Linked DNA regions of Sus scrofa: region 1 is linked to region 2. A link is a contact called in public Hi-C data. All regions are on one chromosome and are shown on one strand. The core of a region is the stretch at or near the end of the contact, and the rest is flanking DNA. Distances in the headings are between cores, read along the strand shown. Region 1 holds the start of LOC110259305 (histone H3.1). Region 2 holds the start of SNAP47 (synaptosomal-associated protein 47).

Evidence for each region. Hi-C and Micro-C count contacts between places; a contact is called where the count stands out from the background.
Region 1: a Hi-C map of epiblast stem cells shows a contact between it and region 2, with 4 times the contacts expected there. The contact joins the promoter of LOC110259305 here to the promoter of SNAP47 in region 2. A contact is called at or near these places in 1 of 5 promoter capture datasets (fetal skeletal muscle), 2 of 47 Hi-C or Micro-C datasets (embryonic fibroblasts and epiblast stem cells) and 1 of 2 datasets of contacts at active chromatin or transcription factors (alveolar macrophages).

Annotation. Positions count from the first base shown.
Region 1 is chr2:51,708,380-51,711,449 of Sscrofa11.1, forward strand. It overlaps LOC110259305 (histone H3.1), which reads left to right and starts at 1,563. Exons shown (of 4, transcript XM_021083384.1): 1 at 1,563-1,733; 2 at 1,735-1,776; 3 at 1,778-1,915; 4 at 1,917-2,573. The coding sequence starts at 1,563. The coding sequence ends at 1,985.
Region 2 is chr2:50,810,644-50,813,578 of Sscrofa11.1, forward strand. SNAP47 (synaptosomal-associated protein 47) reads left to right here and starts at 1,666. Exons shown (of 7, transcript XM_021083339.1): 1 at 1,666-1,834. JMJD4 (jmjC domain-containing protein 4) reads right to left here and starts at 1,537. Exons shown (of 6, transcript XM_003123609.5): 1 at 1,039-1,537; 2 at 603-768. The coding sequence starts at 1,303.

The DNA of each region.
Region 1 (3,070 bases), core at 313-2,812, 900 kb after region 2:
TTGCAGCTGGTGAAACTGGAAGAGATCTGAGTGGGATACAAAGTCACTGGGCACTGCTCATTCATTCTTTTGATCATCAGTCACATCTCACAATTAAGCCTTCCTAGGTGCAGAAACATACTTCCAGTGGAGACAGCACAGTCCTTGAAAGAGTGGATGGTACAAAAGCGCCTACTTAAATGGTTTGCATTGAAATGAGGACTTGGAGAAACTGAACACCTGACTGAATTAAAGAGCACATTTAAATGAACATCAGCATTTCAGCTCTCTAATTGGATAAAACAGCTAGGGACATCAGCCAATTAGAACAAAGATACTTCCAGAGGCCCTTTAAAGGGCACCCCTTCATTTTTGTCACTAGAATGATGCTGGGTTTACTCACAGGAATGCAGGGACTTTTCAACATGGGGAAATCTATAAATATGACTTGTGATGTTGATAGATTATCATCAAAAAAGAAATACCAGGCCACAAATAGAGTCACTTGTGCTTAGTTCCATTTCAATAAACCAAACCAAGACTTACTACCTAACTTTATTGCAGTTTCAGCCCCTCCAAAGATTGTGACCTTTAACCAATCAATCTAAAATTACCTGGTCAGCAATAGTGAGGTAATCTGCATGATAGACCCCCACCTTTCCCCAAAGGAAGGTGACCTTACCTGAAACAATCAGCACTTTGCTAGAATAACTTCCTTGCCCTGACTCCTTCTGCCTGTAAAAGCCTTCCATTTTGTACAGCTCCAGCTCCTGGGAGTTCCTGTTTATCTGCTAAGATGGAATACTTCCTGATACATGAATCTACACCAATTAGATCAAATTTATTCAGTTAAATCTCCATGCAGTGGCTTGGTGTGGGATCTCAGTTCCCAGACCAGGGATTGAACTGCAGGGGCTGCAGTGGTGAAAGTGCCAAGTCCTAACCATTAGATCAACATGGAACTCCCGAGTTTTGCTTTTTAACGTTATTAAAATGCAGTGGGGACAAGCAGTTCAGATAATCATGCATGAAGTAAGGATGGGGATTTGCAGGGTCTGTGCCTGGCCTCACCATGGGTCAACAAGCAGCCATCATCAATCGCATCTGAGTCATATGGGGAAAAAGGTTCTCTGCAAGACACAAAGGGTGAGAGAATTCTTTTAATCATAGGTGGAGAAAATTCAAATTGACACCAACCTACAGGCCAAATGCAGAGTGCAAGCTTCTAGTAGTTTCTGCCCTCCTTAGCTCATGGAGGAGGAGAAGGGTAGTGCTCAAGAAAAACAAGGGAGCTGTGCACGGAGATGCAACACCGTCCATGACACCCACAAGGAGAGAACTCCCAACTAGACCCTAGAAGTCTGCAAGCAGATCTGCGAAGTCCAGGATGCCAGGCTGACTGTGAGACCAAGACCAAGCAATATGAAGATAAGGGGCAGGAGGCTGAGCGGAATACCTCACACACCAATCAGTGCTCAGCCTGCCATCACGCCACCCGAAAACTGGCCAATAGGAAGGTAGCAACCTCTATAAAAATGGGCGCGACTCAGGCGACTAAGAGGAAGAATTGTAATAGCAGCTGAAGGGCCTTGGCCCACACAAAGCAGATGGCGCACAAGTGCACCGGCGGCAAGGCACCACGAAAGCAGCTGACTACCAAAGTAGCTCGAAAGGGTGCTCCAGCTACAGGTGGTGTAAAGAAGCCACACAGATTTCGGCCTGATACTGTAGCCTTGCACGAGATCCGTCTGTACCAGACAGAAGTCTACAGAGCTTTTGGTTCACAAGCTGCTGTTCCCAGCGGCTGGTACGTGAGATTGCACAGGATTTCAAGGCGGATCTGAGTTTCCAGAGTTCGGCTGTGATGGCACTGCGGGAAGCATGCGAGGCATATCTGGTGGGTTTTTTTGAAGATGCCAGCCTGTGTGCTATTCATTGCCAAGCGTGTCACTATTACGCCTAAAGATGTCCAGCTGGCTCGGCGTATTCGTGGGGAGCGTGTCTAGATTCTCAGCACACAGCCGCTGCTCTTACCCCAAAGACTCTTCAGAGCCACTACTTCTTCACAAAGTGCACTGTACACAAAACATTTAGGTTGCCCCTTATCTCCAGCCTACCAGAAACCTAACTGTGTTGCGTGGTAACACGGCCTTTGAGACTTAACTATGTCAAGTCGCTGCGTAGCCCCTAGTCTTAATGTTTGAAGAGGGTATGTTGCCTTGGAAGTGAGCATCCGTGGCAACAGCTGATCAATGCGCTTAGCAAAAAGTTTCTCAACCCATAAGACTGTCTGAACTTGCTGGAAAACTCTATGAGAGCAGTCACTCATACTCCCCAAAGCAGAGCTGTGTGTAAACAACCTGAGCATGGTTTTCAGGAAGAGTGTAAGGACTTGTTCCTCCATTGGTGATGGTTGGAAGCTTTTATTAGTTGAGGTTTTAACTTGATAAAAATCTAAACACTGCCAGGTTGCCGAAAGGGGATAAAATCTGTTCCCTCCTGTCCCTGTTTGGTCTTCACTTTGGGGATGCTTAACAGCTGAGTGAAGGAAACATGTATGTAGAAGCAGTTACTATGCAGTGTGTTTTGGTGGTAGCACAATGTTTTTGCTTTTGTCTTTTTTTTTTTTTTTTAAGGGCCAAACCTGCAGCATATGGAGGTTCCCAGGCTAGGGGTTGAATCGGAGCTGTGGATGCTGGCCTACACCACAGCCACAGCAAAGTGAGATCCAAGCCTTGTCTGCTACCTACATCACAGCTCATGGCAACGCCAGATCCTTAACCCACTGAGCAAGGCAAGGGATCGAACCTGCATCCTCATGGATGCTAGTCAGATTCATTTCCACTGAGCCACAATGGGAACTCCATAGCACAATGTTGTCAATATGCAAGGGTGGATTTTTTTTATTAGAGCCCAGTTTGTTAGCCAGCACACTTAAGATTCAAAATCTTCATCAATTAAAGTAGTGCACACAGAACTGTTTAGAAGGTTGAAAATAGTATCTTTTAAATTTTAGGTTATATATAAGTTAATGGGTGACAAGTCCTTGAAGGGCCATCTAAAAAGTCAAGAATGTCCAGGGACAGCTATG
Region 2 (2,935 bases), core at 416-2,915:
GAGTGAGACATTTCTCAGAGTAGCATCCTTTGAGCTCCCCAAGTGGAAGAAGTGTGTGGTAGGAGGACACACCTCAGAAGGCCTCATTTAAGAGCTGGTATTGCTTGTTAGTGATGGAGATTTTAAATGGGCAGGACACAGTCCCGCTGGAAAGCTCTAGCTTTAATGAGCCTAGCAGTGGGGTGCAGGACTTGAGGCAGGGCAGCTAGTCTGGAGATTGGCAGCAGCCAAGGTAGAGGAGAACAGGCTTGATTTGGAGAAGTAGGTTTGGATAGGGGTGGCCGGTCCCAGAGGCATCTGAGCACTGGTGAAGGCTGGGTGCTGCCAGTTAGATCGAAGTGAGACTGACAAGGGCAGCTCCGGGAAAAACAGTGACAAAAAAGAGTTAGGTAATCACAGGCCATCTGAGCCTCTGCCAGAGGTGCCCACATTCCTCACGCAGCCAACCCCGCGCAGGCATGGTGAGATGGCCATGATTGGAGAGAATGACATTCCAACCAGGCTGAAGAGAGTGGGTTTTTTACACTGATTAAATTCATAACTGGAGAAAAGACAAGTTCCTCACTCATGACTAGGAAAAGCAGTGTTCTGGGCCCCTTTACCTGCACAGATGCCAGTCTTTGAGATAGAGACAGCCCCGTGAAGATGAGTAGTTTCCCTGAATGTACTCTTTCCAGTAGCTGATGTAGTCTTTGAGGGGCATGTGTTCTTTGGGGTTGGAGTTGTATTCCCTCACCCCACAGTTTGCAACAGGTACAACCACATCTCCTGAAAGGAAAGGGTCAGGCACAAACTTTTCTGAGAGTCCTCCACCCTGTCCACCCTCCAACTCATTGCTACACCGTCTCCAGAAGAATTCCTCTGGGGATTAACTCATGTTCCCTGCCTCCCTCAAGTCCTCTTGTGGCTCCCCTCATTTGCACCCTCACAGTCTGACCTAAGGGAATATAGGTAGGGCGAGGGTCAAAGGACACTGGCTGGAGTTTTGTGCTGCATTCCAAGGTGTTCCTGCCTGGGACACTCGCGCTCAGTCCTTACCATAGTTCTGAAGCAGATAATCAAAATTGGGCTTTCCGCTTGGCGTCACCCAGAGCCTCCTGCTGCCCCAGCCCTCGGTGAAAGCGCTGGAGAAAACACAGGGCAAGTTGGGGAGCAGATAGCCCTTGAAGAAGTCGGCGTAGGAAAAGGAGTCTGGATTCTCTATGAAGTCCACGTGGTCCAGTTTCGGGCTGACATTGCTGGAGAGACCTCCCTGGAGGCCTCGGAAGTGGCTCTCGGCAAATGCGCGCATCTGTCTGTCCATGCTGGGCTAGGCTCAGAGTCCGTTGCGTGAGGGTCTGCTGGGAACAGGGGGGCTGGGAGCGTCGGAAGAGCTGCGGGAGTAGGAGGGGGTGCTGGACGCGGAGGGGCTGCCAGCGATGCTGGAGCCAGCGGCCAGATCTCCCGGCTGCCGTCCGGCAGAAGGTCAGGAACCCAGAATGTGGTTTCTGTATTCCCACTTATCTGTTCTTTAAACTAGGAAGTGAAAAAGGAAGTATGTGCGAAAACTACTTCCGGCGTACACGCTACGCACCCGCGGCCGCTTGCAGAGTCCGCCGTCAGCCCGGCGCCCTCGTGCGGAACCTAGAGTTTGCAGACAAGAGTTCCTGCCCGAGCCAGAAACACAGCCAGCCCAGCTCTGGGCGCATGCTCTCTGCTTGTTGCGGCCCGCCTGGGCAGACTCAGGAGCGGTGTACTGAGACTGTGATCCAGCTCAGGGTCCGCACGGTTTCAGAAATTGTCGAACGGTGCTGGCCCCTAGTCTCGCCGTCTTCGCACCTCCCCAGCAACTCAGGTAAGTCGTGTCCCCAGTCTGCAGCTGGGCCTGTGCCCGGAGCTCTTCCAGGCGTCCCTTGGCACAGTCCCTCTCGCCGCTTCTGCCCAGGTGAGTATCTCTCCTCTTTCCAGTGCTTCAAGGACTGAGGAAGGTGGTGGGACGTGGCTGGGCTAACAGAGAGCACAAGGGTCAAAGGTGGGGTCCTGGAGAAGCTGGGGGTCTAAGGGGATGCTGAAGACCTGGAGGGGATGCTGAAGCCCTGGAGGGCATGCTGGGGAACTAGGACGATGGGAGACCTAGGGGGGTGATAGGGGAATTGGAAGGAGTGCTGTAACTCTCAGGCGATAGTGGGGACCTGGAAGGGATGATGGGACCTGGTGGGGATGCTAGGGGACTAGGGGGCTGCTGGGGACCTGGAGGAAATGCTGTGACCAGGAGAGGATGGTAGGACCTGAAGGGGATAGTGGGGACTGGAGGGGATGCTGGGGGAATAGGGAGGGTTCTGAGTGAAGGTGTGGGGGATCAAATGTGGTGATATGAGGCTGTGCACAAAAACATATCTGAATAGGGTTACATAAAAGGGGAGCTTAGGTGGGGGTGCCATATCAGGGTCTCAGCATGTTGCAGAAATAGATGTCCTGCCAATACAGTCCTACTCGTATCAATATGGAAAGGAAGAAAACAGTTTCATTGCTGTATGAGCAGATTACATATATGTAAGGCATCTGCAGTAGAATACACAGCTGGGTAGGTCTTCCCACATTTCACACACAGGAAGAAAGAAATGTTGAGAACTCTCTCATCTCCTTGAGGGAAAAATAGATGCACCTGTGTAGTCTGTGCCTAATGAGAGACTCTTGCCTCAGTTCTGGAGGTACGTGTTTACAGCTCTGAGTCAGCAGGTGGTGACAATGCCTTATGAAATCTGAACACTTGAATTTGTTTCCTTCCTGACCAAAGGAAACACCCAAAGGGAAGAGGAGAGGCACCTACCGCCCCTTTATTAAATAGTGAACATGTAATCTTGTTTATTTAGCCTTATAGGTGGCATAAGGGAGATTCTGGGGATATTGGGGCTCTAAACTTTGGAGAGGGGCTTGAGGGGGTACTCTTTTCAAG